Regions from separate parts of the Macaca mulatta genome. Here region 2 is linked to region 1. The links are chromatin contacts, called in public Hi-C maps. All regions are on one chromosome and are shown on one strand. Each heading gives the region's core, a stretch centred on a gene start, on an enhancer-like site or on the middle of the called end of the contact. The rest is flanking DNA. Distances are from core to core; before and after follow the strand shown. Region 1 holds the start of PLAA (phospholipase A2 activating protein). Region 2 holds the start of CAAP1 (caspase activity and apoptosis inhibitor 1).

Evidence for each region. A called contact is a pair of places that touch in the nucleus more often than the background predicts.
Region 2: a contact with region 1 is called in a Hi-C map of liver, with 3 times the contacts expected there. The contact joins the promoter of CAAP1 here to the promoter of PLAA in region 1. A contact is called at or near these places in 2 of 14 Hi-C or Micro-C datasets (cortical neurons and liver).

What each region holds. Positions count from the first base shown.
Region 1 is chr15:72,315,698-72,323,140 of T2T-MMU8v2.0, forward strand. PLAA (phospholipase A2 activating protein) reads left to right here and starts at 4,042. Exons shown (of 14, transcript NM_001260548.1): 1 at 4,042-4,301. The coding sequence starts at 4,153.
Region 2 is chr15:72,368,078-72,375,520 of T2T-MMU8v2.0, forward strand. It overlaps CAAP1 (caspase activity and apoptosis inhibitor 1), which reads left to right and starts at 4,295. Exons shown (of 6, transcript NM_001194328.1): 1 at 4,295-4,708. The coding sequence starts at 4,406.

The DNA of each region.
Region 1 (7,443 bases), core at 2,792-5,291:
CACCTGAGGTCAGGAGTTCGAGACCAGCCTGGCCAACATGGTGAAACATGTCTCTACTAAAAATACAAAAATTAGCTGGGCGTGGTGACAGCTACCTGTAATCCCAGCTACGCGGGACGCTGAAGCAGGAGAATTGCTTGAACCCGAGAGGCAGAGGTTGCAGTGAGCCAAGATTGCGCCATTGCACTCCAGCTTGACAACAAGAGTAAGACTTCATCTCAAAAAAAAAAAAAAAAAGTTAAAAAAATAAATAAATAAACTTTCAATAAGGGGACAATAAAAATCATAATGAATATTCACATTAGCCATCTTTCAATGAATTATGTAATTATCTAGACAATATTTCAAAGCATATGAAAAGAAAGGATAAAGTGTCCTTAAATGTTTAACAAAAAACTTATTAAAAGCCAAGAAAAAAGCTTACTAAATGTATTAGCACTAGAAGAATGTTTTTCTCCTTTTTGGGCACCAAAAACTTGAAAACAGCAATTATCTTTTGGGATATTGAAATGTATTAGCTTTGAAACATTTTCTGCAATGTTCTACAGGACCGGCAAGACAAATGTGATTTAGAAGCTGATAACCATCCTTAAAGATGAAGTTCATATTTCACTGTTTGTTTGTTTTTTTTTTGAGACAGAGTCTTCCTCTGTCGCCCAGGCTGGAGTGGAGTGGTGCTATCTCGGCTCACTGCAACCTCTGCCTCCCAGGTTCAAGCGATTCTCTTGCCTCAGGCTTCTGAGTAGCTGGGACTACAGGTGCATGCCGCCGTGCCCAGCTAATTTTTTGTATTTTTAGTAGAGACAAGGTTTCACTGTGTTAGCCAGGACGGCCTCGATCTCCTGACCTCATGATCCACCTGCCTCGGCCTCCCAAGTTGTAGGATTACAGGCGGAGCCACCTCGTCCAGAATAATTAGCTTGCTTTTCTATAGAGCCTCCTGCTCTGGAGTCATGTAACCAGAGGTCACAAGACTTGTAACTTCGCCAACTACTCCTACAGATAACATTACTATTGTGAAACCTAATTAACTGGTGTTTGAGATATTTTTCAAATTTAGCATTTTGGCAGACCAACAGACACAACGTGGACCTGTGAACCCCACTCATCAGAAATGACTCAGGTTCAGGAAGATAGTTCTGACACGCCTGTGATTCATCCTTGACCCAACCAATTAGCATTTCCCATTTCCTAGCCTCCTGCCCACCAACTGATCCTTTAAAAACCTAGCCTCTACATTCTTGGAGGTGGATTTGAGAAATATCTCCCATCCTCCTCGCTCGGCTGGCTCTGTGATTATTCATCTTTCCCTGCTGCAACATTTGTAGTTCTCAGTGCATTGGTTTTTTTGGAAGGCAGCAGGTAAGAACACAGTTGGGCAATTACAGCATGAGGCGAAAACTTTTATAAAGGGTTGGTGGAAGCAAGACCAAGAAAATATACTTACTTGATTGGTTAAAGTGGAAAGTCCATAGTTAGAGGTTTGTCTGTTTCTGTTAGTTAAGCTTAAGTTTCATTTTACTGTTTACATTGAGTTGGGCTCCAGAGCTGGAGCTATCTCAACCTAATAGCCTCCAAATTAACATTTTTTAAACGAGGCAAATTATTTATGTGTGAAATGGGAATAATAATACTATCTACCTTGCAGGGTTATTTTGAGAACTAAATGAGAGACTGTGAAAATTGGTAAACTGAATACAAAGTTGAAAAACATTTCCTGTTATATAGGAGGCAGTAAACTAGATGGTTAAGATTCATGTAAAATAAAAGGTCTTGATAATAATAAAATGTAGTCCGGTAGAAAAGACAGACATAAAAGAATATATTAGAATGCAGTAAATACTATATTGACAACAAATAAAACTGCATTGGTTCCCCAGGGGAACTAGAAGAAACCAGAAGATAAACTGGTGTTGAACTATGACAGATGGAGAAAGTGGAATTCTAAGTTAAAAAAAAAAAATGCATGTACAAAGAGCATAGAGACATGGACAGCATACAGTATAATGTGTTCAGGGAATGGTGACAAATTCGAAATGGCTAGAATAAGAGAGAAAACAGAGGGAGATGAATCTAGTAAAACAGATTAGGGAGATTGTGTGAAAGGCCCTATGTAGGCCGGGCGTGGTGGCTCACGCCTGTAATCCCAGCACTTTGGGAGGCCGAGGTGGGCGGATCACAAGGTCAGGAGATCGAGACCATGGTGAAACCCCGTCTCTACTAAAAATAGAAAAAATTAGCCGGGCGCAGGGGCCGGCGCCTGTAGTCCCAGCTACTCGGGAGGCTGAGGCAGGAGAATGGCGTGAACCCGGGAGACGGAGCTTGCAGTGAGCCGAGATTGCGCCACTGCACTCCAGCCTGGGCGACAGAGCGAGACTCCGTCTCAAAAAAAAAAAAAAAGAAAGGCCCTATGTAATGCTGTACTGTAAGAATGGAAAGCCAGCCGGGCATGGTGGTTCACGCCTGTAATCCAGTACTTTGGAAGGCAGAGGCCGACAGATTACGAGGTCAAGAGATTGAGACTAGCCTGGCCAACATGGTGAAACTTCGTTTCTACTAAAAATACAAAATTTAGCTGGGCGTGGTGGCGCGCTCCTGTAGTCCCAGCTACTCGGGAGGCTGAGGCAGGAAAATCGCTTGAACCCAGGAGGCGGAGGTTGCAGTGAGCCGAGATCGCACCACTGCACTCAGCCTGGCAACAGAGCAACACTCCGTCTCAAACAAACAAACAAACAAAAAACAACAACAAAAAAATGGAAAGCCATCAGAGGTCGTCAAGCAGATAAAAAACAATAAAGTGTGTATTTCACAAATATATTTTAATGTGTAGGATTGGCTGGAGAGAAGGGGTAGAAAGGCTAAAGAAAAGTTGAAATAATTTAAGTAAGACTAATTGGTAGAGATTTCTAACAGATAGCTAGAAATACAGATCTAGAGTTTGGAAAAGACAATATGGGAATACAGCTTTAGAAATAAGCAAAGTAGTAAATAATCCACCCAGGGAGGGGATATGGTAGCAAAGAAGTATCAAAAGGCAACATTTCAAGAATGATCTCCCAAACCAGGAGAAAAGTGATTCCAAACCTAGAGTGGGAGTTTTAGGAAGGGGAGAAATCAGAAAAGTGTGAATTGGGCTTAGCAATTTAGAAAGGTTTGTAGAAAAGTGTAGTTGGATGCGAGAGAATAGCGGATGGGAGGGAAACAAAGTAAAGAGACAGGTCATGTTGACCCTGGTACTCAGTAAGATCTGATAATGACCAGCAAGTAGCACCACGGGTGGGTGGGCGGGGGGCTTGTTAACAATACGTATCTCGGCTCTAACCCAGACCTACTGAATCAGAATCTACATTTTAACAAGTCGCCAGAAAAAAGTAGTTATACCTTTAAAAAATTGACTTGGACCACTGTATTTGTTTGTAAATTTGACAATAGAGGGTAGGACATTCGGATAACTTGAAACGGAGGAATAGTTCAGTGATTAATAGTTCCCAATTTGGCCTCAAGCTTTCTCGTTTTAATTGAAAAACACAGTTAACTTGCAAAAACCTCGAGATTATCAGGGAAAAGAGGTGAGGATGACCTAACAGTACACACCAAACAATCTCACTCAGCCATTCCGCCAAGCCCAGCGCGAAGAACTCAGGCTTAAAATATCCGGATTCGGCGCGCTGGATGTTCACGCCAACTGGCGCGGCATTATGGGAGTTGTAGTCCCGGCCCGCGTCCCGAATTACGACAAACGGTTGGGCCCGGAGTCGGAAGAGATCTGGGTTTGGGAAGGATCCCCGGGTCGGGCGTCCTGGTGGCAGGGAGGGGCTCTTTCTCTCTTCCTCGGCGGGGAGTCCCGAGCCCAGGAGTAAAGCGAGCTCAGCTCCACATCGCCGTCAGCTGCCGAGACGCACACACTCTGCGTCATGGAGGGCTGAGGCCGATGATGAATTCCGGTGTGCCTGTCAGGCTTGCTGTGTCACTCGGCCCGCTCGGCGCGCCCCTTCCCAGCCGCCCTTCCGTACCGGCTCTCGGGCTCTTCCGGTCTCCGGCCGCCACTTACCTACAGGCCCTTCTCCGGCCGCGGCCCGGCGCTTTCCGAGTCGCCCCTACGGACTGGACTTGCGCAGTGCCCGGGCACCGGGCGCCCAACAGACACTGGCCATGACGAGCGGCGCCACCAGGTACCGGCTGAGCTGCTCGCTCCGGGGCCACGAGCTGGACGTACGGGGCCTGGTGTGCTGCCCCTTTCCGCCGGGGGCCTTTGTGTCCGTGTCCCGAGACCGCACCACCCGCCTCTGGGCCCCAGACAGGTGAGCCCTGGGAGTTGCCCCCAGGTTGCCCCCGGCTGTGTTGCACGCTTCCCGGAGAGTGGAAAGAGAGTGACCCTTCCCTGTCAATCCTGCCGTCTCTCTCTCCCCCCAGTCTTCCCTCTGCTCTCCGCTCCCTTCCAATTCTCAGACTACTGAAACTCTGTGTAAGAAACCATCGAGATTTAAGTGGAAAGAGCACCGGTTTGGGGGACCAAAGACCAGCCTTGTTGTGCTAACTTGACCGCAGACCAGTCTCCTACCTTTTGGGCCTTCAGTTTTTGGACGATGATCTCCCAAGTTTCTTTTAGACTTGAAAATTTATTGATTCCAATTGCACCCTCTGAAGTGAGGTAGTTTGAAGACATCTGACATGTCTCTTTTTTTATTTTCGAAGAAGATGCTCTGTAGTCTTCTCTAAAATTTAATTTTTGAAGACTTTAGTTCTCAAAAATTGTATTGCTGAATCCTCTTCTCGTCCAGGTTAGAATTTTAGTCTGTGGTCTGTGCTGGTCTTGAGGGAGTGAAACCTCTTGGATGTTTTGTTTCTGTGCATGTGCTGTTTCTTGAGGAGAAGGAGCATTCATTACCTTCAAAGGATTTGTCAGAAAGGTTCACGAACCAAAAAAAAAAAGGTTAGGAATCAGTCCTGATCGAGTTCACGGGCTCAGCCCTGATTTGGCTGGTTGTTGCAGGATATTTAAGAACTAGAAGACAGATTTCAGTTCACAGAAAGAAGAATTGAGGTTATTTGTTATTTAGTAGCCCTCCCACTGTTAGGAATTTCAGAATTTGAGTCACCATCCATAAATTCAGTTGATAACTATTGAGTGCCTCCTATTTGTTTGGGATACTGGAGAGGAATAAAGGCAGACAAGTTGCCAGTTTTTCTGGAGCTTTCTTACAGTCTGATGGGGAAGATACATTAGAAAACAAGCCAATAAATAATTAAAAACTGGCATATGAAGAAAACATACAGTTAATAATTAGGTGGAGAGATATTAAAGGAAGCCTCTCTGAGGAGTTGTTTGTTTAAAGCTGACATTTGAAGCATGAGATGGATGGAGCTGGTCGTGGAAGAGCAAATGGGGAGGGTTGAATTGGAAAAGCATTCCAGACAGCAGGAGGAGCAAACAGGAGGAATTTAGCTGTGAGCTGAGGGCAGGTCTTTGAGGCTGGCAAGAGCCAGGTTATGGAGTTTGCAAATGGAAGCCTTCAAATAGTTTCAAGCAGGGAGCAACATAATCTGATTTCCGTGTTGAGAAGTTTCTGCTAGCTGATGATAGAGAATAGATTGGGAAGGGGTAAGTGTAGAAGTAGGTTTGTTTGGAGGCTTTTGAAGTAGTATAATCAACACAAGATGGTCCACTAGACTAGGTATAGTATAGAGCAAATTCCTGTATTAATTGAATGACATGATCTCTAAAGATCTCTTCTAACTCTAAAATTCTATAATATCCAAAACTACTTAGTAACACTAATATTTAACTTTTTGTTTGAGTTATTAGGTTTTTAACCTTTAAAATGGAATCCAGTGGAAGCATAAGCCCAGTAGAATATAACTATTGCAGTAAGGAGTATAGTCAAGGATGCCTGTTTTAATAGTGGAATCCTGTCATTAAACTTTTGGGACTACTAGTTTGACAAGAGTTTAATCACTGGAGTGGTTGTACTTACCAGGAACTTGAAGAACTTTGGGCTGAACTGATTCTCTATTTGAAAAGTGATTTTGTTTTTCATTGAACTATTGATTTCTTTTCTTTTCTTTTTTTTTTTTTTTTTTTTTGAGGCAGAGTTTCGCTCTTGTTGCCCAGGCTGGAGTGCAGTGGCACGATTTTGGCTCACTGCAACCTCTGCCTCCGGGGTTCAAGCGATTCTCCTGCCTCAGCCTCCCAAGTAGCTGGGATTACAGGCATGTGCCACCACGCCCAGCTGATTTTGTATTTTTAGTAGAACTGGGATTTCTCCATGTTGGTCAGGCTGATCTTGAACTCCCGACCTCAGATGATCTGCCCACCTTGGCCTCCCAGTGTTGGGATTACAGGTGTGACCCACCATGCCTGGCCAAACTCATGATTTTTCTGTTTTTGTTTTTCAAAATTCATTCCTGTATGTATTTATCTAACACCAATGAAGAACTTGCATTTTGCCAGTTACAGTGTTAGCGCGTAGTGAGGTAAGATTATCTAGTCTCTCATATCCAGCTGGTTACGTTAGCAAACTTGTCCATCCTGTGGCCCATAGGTGACTTTGACAGTGACCCAACACAAATTCATAAACTGTCTTAGAACATTATGAGGCTTTTTTTGTGATGTTTTTAAATGCTCATCAGCTATTGTAATTATTAGTGTATTTTATGTGTGGCCAAAGACAATTTTTCTTGCAACATGGCCCAGGAAAGTCAAAAGATTGGATACCCCAGGGTTAGAGTGTTTTATAGTCATTAGGTGATTAAGTTCTTATTGATGCCAACTAAAGTGTCTCAACCGTACCTTTAGTGTTGTAGAAGTGTCCTCAAGTCTGACATATTGACAATTTTTATTTCATGATACGTGTCTTCTCTTTTGTGTTGCTGTAGCAGAGTACTACAGACTGGGTAAGTTATAAAGAAAAGAAATTTATTTTTCATAGTTCTGGATACTGGGAAGTCCAGTATCAAGGTATCGGCATCTTGAGAGGTCCTCTTTGCTGCTGCATCATCCCATGGTGGAAGGGCAAGAGAGCACACAGCAAGAGGCATGGGGGGACAAACTTGCTTTTATAACAAAGCCACTCTCTAAGCAATAATGACATTAATCCATTCATGGGGGCAGAACCCTCCCGATCGAATCACCTCTTAAAGGTCCTACTTCTCAACATGGTTGCATTAAAGATTAAGTTTCCAGCACATGAACTTTGGGGGACACATTCAGGCCATTAATAGAATATGTGTGTCATTTTGTTTTTTTTGAGACAGGGTCTCACTTTGTTGCCCAGGGTGGAGTGCAATGGTATGATCACTGCTCACTGCAGCCTCGATCTTCTGGGCTCAAACAATCCTCCCACCACCTCAGCCTCTTAAGTAACTGGGACTACAGGCGAGAACCACCATGCCCGGCTAACTTTTATTTATTTTTGTAGAGATGGGGGTCTTACTAGATTGCCG
Region 2 (7,443 bases), core at 3,045-5,544, 53 kb after region 1:
GGGTGTGGTGGTGGGTGCCTGTAATCCCGGCTACTCGGGAGGCTGGGGCAGGAGAATCACTTGAATCTGAGGCTGCAGTGAGCTGAGGTCGCACCATTGCACTCCAGCCTAAGCAACAGGGCGAGATTCTGTCTCAAAAAAAAAAAAAAAAAAAAAAGCAGCAGCAAATAAAACAAAGTCCTTGCTTTCAAAGAGCTTACATTCAAGTGGAAGGAGACAGATAAATATATGTGTGGTAGTGTTTAAGGGTGCTGAAGAAAAATGGTAAGAAGAATGCAGAGTGCCATAGTGAGTGAGGACAGAAGCACTTCCTATTGTGTATTTTCTTATTGTTTCCCCTCACTAAAAATATGCTTATGAAGGCCTGCATTTTGTCTATTTTCTCCCCTTCTCTATCGCCAGAGGTAGAACAATGCCTTTGTGTCCTAGAACAAGTGTGTGAGAGGACAAAGACTGTGATTCATCTGCCAAGTTCATAAATACTGTACAGCAATCTAGTGAGGAGTGCCTTGCCTTCTTGGTCCACCTGAAGAAATATGAACACCGTCTGTCAGGTAGCTGTAGAACAAAGTGGAAACCCGGAAGCTTCTCAATTAATTTTATAAGAGAGCAATTTGCAGCCAGAAATTAATAAAGAACTAGCTCTATCCAGGCTACACATAACATTGTAGATCTGTATTAGCTAGCTCAAGGTGCCATAACAAAGTGCCACAAACTGGGTGTCTTAAACAGAAATTTATTTTCTCAGTTCTGGAGGCTAAAGGTCCAAGATCAGCATGTCATCAAGGTTGGTTTCTGGTGAGGCTTCTCTTCCCAGCTTGTAGATGGCTACCTTCTCACTGTGTCTTCACATGGCCTTTCCTCTGTGCGTGGTGAGAAGACAGGGCAGTCTGTTCTTTTCTTTAGAGGCGTGGTCTTGCTTTGTTGTTCAGGGTGGAGTACAGTGGCTATTCACAGCTGTGACCTCATTACTAATCAGCATGGGAGGTTTTGTTTTGTTTTTTGAGATGGAGTCTTGCTCTGTTGCTCAGGCTGGAGTGCAGTGGCACCATCTCGGCTCACTGCAACCTCCACCTCCAGAGTTCAAGCAATTTCTGGCTAATTTTTGTATTTTTAGTAGAGATGGGGTTTCACTATGTTGGCCAGGCTGGTCTCGAACTCTTGACCTCAGGGGATCTGCCTGCCTCGGCCTCCCAAAGTGCTATAATTATAGGTGTGAGCCACCATGCCTAGCCTAGCATGGGAGTTTTTACCTGTTCCATTTTGGGCCTGGCCCAGTTCACCCCGCTTAGGCAACCTGGTGGCTTCCACTCCCAGAAGGTCACCATATTGATGCTGAACTAAGTGCAGACACCTGATCAGTATAGCACACCACAGCCCGGAATTTCTGGCCTCAAGCAATCCTCCCCAGTTTGCCTCCTGAGTAGCTTGCACTGCAGGCATGCACCACTGTACCAGGCTCTTTTTTTTTTTTTTTTTTTTTTTGAGATGGAGTCTCACTCTGTCACCCAAGCTGGAGTGCAGTGGTGTGATCTCGGTTCATTGCAAGCTCTGCCTCCCGGGTTCACGCCATTCTCCTGCCTCAGCCTCCCAAGTAGCTGGGATACAGGTGCCCGCCACCACGCTGGGCTAATTTTGTATTTTTGGTAGAGATGGGATTTCACCGTGTTGGCCAGGATGGTCTCCATCTCCCTTGTGATCTGCCCGCCTCAGCCTCCCAAAGTGCTGGGATTACAGGCGTGAGCCACCGTCACTGGCCCAGGCTCTTCTTTTAATAAGGACACCAGTTAGATTAGGGATCCACCCTTACGACCTCATTTAACCTTAATTACCTCCTTAATGACCCTATCTCCAAATTCAGTCACATTGAGGTTAGGGTTTAGGGATTCAACATATGAATTTTGTGGGTGATGTTATAGAACCATCAGGTTCTATTAACCACTACATGGTACCAGACCAATACATGGAAACAGCAGGAGTTGCAGCAGAGAAATAGTTTAATAATGGTATGGCAGCCAAGGGAGAAGATGGGAGGGAACCTCAAATCACCTCCCCCCGTAAGTTTTGGACAGGGGTTTTTAAGGAAATGTTGGTAGGTAGGGGGCTGAGGAGCTAGGGGTTGCTGATTGGTTAGGGCATGGGGGATGTAATCATAAGAAGGTAGAAAGTGTATTCTTGTGCTGAGTTCGTTTCTTAGAAGGGGTCTTCAAACGGAGTAGCATCAGTGACCCCACTGATATGGTTCCAATGACTGGAGGAGTCCTTTGTCTCATGCTGGTTTAAATAAAATGATACAGACAAAAGTGGAGTGGTTTTAAGGAATGGAGAATTTAATATGCAAGAAATAAGAGGCTCCCTCATACACAGCCAGAGGGAAGAGGGCTCCAAGCCAAAAGAGGGAATCCCCGGTGCAGCAGGCAACAGCCAATTATGAGGCTGGAGGAGGTGGTGACAAATCTGCATATGACCCAGGGAATTGGTTTGACCAGGTATGTCATTCACATAGCCTGCAAAAAAAGTGGCCCTCCCACCCTAGTCTTTTAATATGCAAATGCAGGGTGCCATGATGTTCTACACATGTGGGGGTATGTGGGGATGGTCATATTGCTAGGCACGTGGGGACAAGAAGAAGAGGGGAATCGCCATACTGAGTAAACCAAGTTTCTAATGGTCTGCATTTGCATATCAAAGCTTGCCAGCCCAGCTTTCTTGCTAGACAAGGAACATTTCTGGAGCTGCTTTAAAAGGAAAAAAACTTTCCAAAGACCGCTTTTCCTCTCTATCTATCTAAAATAATTTCTTAACTCCTATAACACCATTGGAGTACAGAATCTGGGAAATATCTCAAAATGGGAAACTTGAGATTTCTTAACTGAGTCAAAGATACTATCTATAAAGCAATAAGCAGCTATAAGGAAGTGGGCTATAGGAAAAGTTTGTTAATGTTTAGCTATGCTTCTACTCAAAACTTATCTTTTGTTAAAAATCTCGCGATTTGGCAGGGCACGGTTGCTCACACCTGTAATCCCAGCACTTTGGGAGGCTGAGGAGGGTGGATCACCTGAGGTCGGGAGTTTGAGACCAGCCTGACCAACATGGAGAAACCCTGTCTCTACTAAAAATACAAACTTAGCCTGCCGTGGTGGCGCATGGCTGTAGTCCCAGCTACTTAGGAGGCTGAGGCAGGAGAATCGCTTGAACACGGGAGGCGGAGGTTACTGTGAGCTGGGATCGTGCATTGTACTCCAGCCTGGGCAATAAGAGTGAAACTCAGTCTCAAAAAAAAAAAATTCTAGCAATTTAGTTTTATTAAAATTATGAGGATGGTTTCAGGGACACAATTCATAACAGGTTTATAAATGTAACATGTTATTAATTTTATGTATTTTTCCCATCTGTGAACACAACACTCTCAATCCTTTCAGATATGACTCTTAATGAGTGTGATACTTAATGGAACCCCTGGGAACACACTGGGCTCAGTCCCAGCATTTACCTTAGAAGACCAATTTAAGAGTGGGGCCTGGGGGAAGACAGTTTTCCTAGGGCTGGAAGTATTCCTAGTTATTAACCCTAGGCTGGTTTGTTTTAGGCACTTAAGTAGTTGCTGAATGACTGAGACAAATAGGAGACAAAGTGAAGGGAAGCTTCTTTAGTTGCTTCTTACCCCAGGGAAAGGCACAGAATTACTACCACCCAGCTAGTTTTGCCCCAGGCTCTACGTTTTTCCCTCAGTGGCTAAAGGCCCCTGCTGAAATGGCAAAGACCTTGGTTCACTTTTTAAGTGTTCTAGCTCCCTTTCCTCAAAATCTGCCTTCTGTTTAGATTACATCCACCCATAAAATCTCATAAAGCTTTGACCCATTTTCAATTTTAAAAATGAACTCAAGCTCTTTACTTGTCCATGTTAGACTCTACGCAAGAAATACATAATTTGCCCAGGTAATGACGAAAAGGAGATGCAACAACTTTTCCCTAGGTTCTCTTTATTGTTACAGCGTTGTTAATATCTTAAGATTTGGAGGTAGACGGAAATGGAGAATCAACAACTATACTTCAACCTTACTGTAAACTGACAAACACACTAAAAAGTTTCGAAGGTAAAACGACATAAGTTCCACCTTCTATGCTTTGTGGAGGTATAAAAACAAAACAAAACAAAAAAACTGTCTAGACAGGCTACCCGCTACACACTCCAACCGACCTCAGCGACCGGAGGAGGAAGCGCAACTGGTTCTAGCAACCCCTCCGCCACCCTGGCCCATAACGCTTCACCACGTTCTGTGTCACGGACGGAAGTGACGCATAACCTGCGACGCCAGTGCCTGCCGCCCACTGCCGCGGGAGTCGGGCTTCGGTCACACCAGGCAGCGGACTTTCCTCCGATGGTTGCAGCAGAGGGACCATGACGGGGAAAAAGTCCTCCCGGGAGAAACGGCGCAAACGTAGCAGTCAGGAGGCGGCTGCGGCGCTCGCGGCCCCGGACATCGTACCCGCCTTGGCCAGCGGCGGCAGTGGAAGCACTAGCGGCTGCGGGAGCGTCGGGGGCTGCGGGAGCGTCAGCTGCTGTGGGAACGCCAGCTTTAGTGGAAGTGTCACCGGCGGTGGGAGCGGCGGCAGCTGCTGGGGCGGGAGCAGCGTGGAGCGTAGTGAGCGCCGGAAGCGGAGGAGTACCGACTCTTCCAGCGTCTCGGGCTCCCTGCAGCAGGTGCGTGCGCGCCCCTCTGGCCGCTTCCCGGAGCTGCTGCTTTTTCGGAAGAAGTCGGGCTACCAGAGGGATGGGGCGCCGGCTGGAGCTCACTGCTAGCGCGGCGATCCCAAGGTCGTCCGTGCTTGAGGTTCATGTTCCTACCTAAGTCCTGGTGAGCCCCACACTCCCATCCGTGTCTTAAATCTTGAACGTCAAGTTTCTGGATTTCCTGATCATCTCTTTTTTTTTTTTTTTAATACTCTTGGCTCCTTCCACTCCTATGGTTTCAGTCTCCCAGAAGAATATGAGTTGGAAGCTAGCCTTCATTTCCCTTGCAAGCCAAACAGTTCTCCCTTCGTGTTCATCTTTTCATAGATGTGGTTAACTCCACATTACTGATGAGAAAATTGAGGCCCAAGGAAGTTAAGAAACTTTACCCACAGTCACAGAGTTTGTTAATAGCTCCTAGGTTTGAATCCAAATATCTGACTACAAAGGCCATGTTCTTTATACGCCACCAATCTACCAAGAGAACGCCGTTTAAAAAAAGTTCGTAATTTGTTTCAAAACAATGTAATTTAAATTCATTCAATGCAGAAATAAAGGGAAAGCGTTAAGTCCTTCTTGCCCCTCCATTAATATTTTGATACGCGGCCTCTTTTAATCACTCCTCGTCAGATATGTGTATTTAAGTTGCTACATTTAAGCTGTGTTGTGTTATTCCCGCTGTTGAGTACCTGCGTTGTTGTGATAGGCTTCTTTATATACGTGGTTTGTTATTTTTAGTGACTGCCTGGTATTTTATTATTTTTTTTGGTATTTAGGTTTGCAGGGTTTTTTTGTATTGTGACTACGAACACCTTTATGTATATATCTTATACAAGAGTTATGTTGGGAGAGAGTGTCAGCACTGAAATTCCTGGGTCAAAGTTTGTGCTGTTAAAAACTTGGTGAATGCCGCCAAATGCTTTCCAAATGAGACTTTACAGATTTATAGTGCAAACAGTACATATATAAGAATACCTATTTCTGAAATTCTTAACTAGCTTTTGATAACCATTTTTTTAAAAAAATGCCAGACTAATGGGTCAAATTAATATTGTGTTTGTTTTAATTTTTATTTTCCTGATTAGTGAGATTGAACATTTTAATATTTTTATTTGCCATTTGATTCCTTCTCGTGTAATTTTCTGTACATATCCTCTGCTCATTTTTCTCTTTCGTAGAGTACAGTTTCTCTTTATGTAGAGATTTTATCAGGTGGTTTTCTGGTATTCTGTTGAGATGATCACGTACTTTTTCTCCTTTAATCAGATACTGTAATTTATTGATAAGTTAGTTGATGTTGAACAGTCTTTGGAGTCTTGGGACAAGTTCTGTTTGGTTTGTTGTACTTGGCTGGAAATCAGTGTTTTTACTTTTATGTATGTGTTTCTAAATTAGATCAGTCTGTAGTTTTTATTTTTGTAATGGATTGAATTAGGAAGCTTTGTGTTTTTTTGGTGTGTTCTAGAATGGTTTATATTTTCTTCTCAAATATTTGTCAGAAGTATCTGGGTCTAGTGGAGATTTTTAGGGTGATTTTTTAAAACACTCTTTAAAAAATTATTTAATATAGATCTATTCAGTTTTCCCACCCCTTCTAGATTCAGTGTTGCATATCACCATTCTTATTTTAAATAGTTTCCTTTTTTTTTTTTTTTTTTTTTTTTTTGAGATGGAGTCTCACTGTGTCGCCCAGGCTGGAGTGCAGTGAGAGGCACCATCTCAGCCCACTGCAACCTCTGCCTCCCGGGTTCAGGTAATTCTCCTGGCTTAGCCTCCTGAGTAGCTGGGATTACAGGTACCCGCCACCATGGCCAGCTAATTTTTGTATTTTTAACAGAGGTGGGGTTTCACCATGTTGGCCAGGCTGGTCTCGAACTCCTGACCTCAGGTGATCCACCCATCTCAGCCTTCCAGAGTGCTGGGATTACAGGCGTGAGCCACTGCGCCTGGCCAGTTTCCCTAGTTCTAACACTCCGTTGTAATGGGGAGACCAACATTGGTCAGTTGAATATTGAAAACATTTGCGTACAGAACTAAACCCATCTTCTAATGAAAAATTAATGTATTTTTGAAGAAAAGGTCATTGCATATTAGGCTTGTAGATAACATTTCAAACTTTAGAGAGTGCCATTATATCTGTTGTGTATTGAGTTCCTTATTTTATTTTTTTAATTTTTGTTTTTATTTTTATTTTTTGAGACGGAGTCTTGCTCTGTCGCCCAGGCTGGAGTGCAGTGGCGCTCTCAGCTCACTGTAAGCGCCGCCTCTCCGGTTCACGCCATTCTCCTGCCTCAGCCTCCCGAGTAGCTAGGACTACAGGCGCCCGCCACCGCGCCCAGCTAATGTTTTTGTATTTTTAGTGGAGATGGGGTTTCACCGTATTAGCTAGGATGGTCTAGATCTCCTGACCTGGTGATCTGCCCGCTTCGGCCTCTCAAAGTGCTGGGATTACAGGCATGAGCCACCTTGCCCCGCTGAGTTCTCTATTTTTGGGGGAAGAACTTTATTGAAATATAGTTGACATACCATACAATTCACCCATTTCACATGTACAGTTAAGTGATTTTGCATATATTCATAGAGTTGTACAACCATCACTACAGTCAATTTTTTTGTTTTTGTTTTTGTTTTTTTGAGATAGAGTTTCCCTCTTGTTTCCCAGGCTGGAGTGCAGTGGTGCCATCTCGGCTCACTGCAGTCTCAGA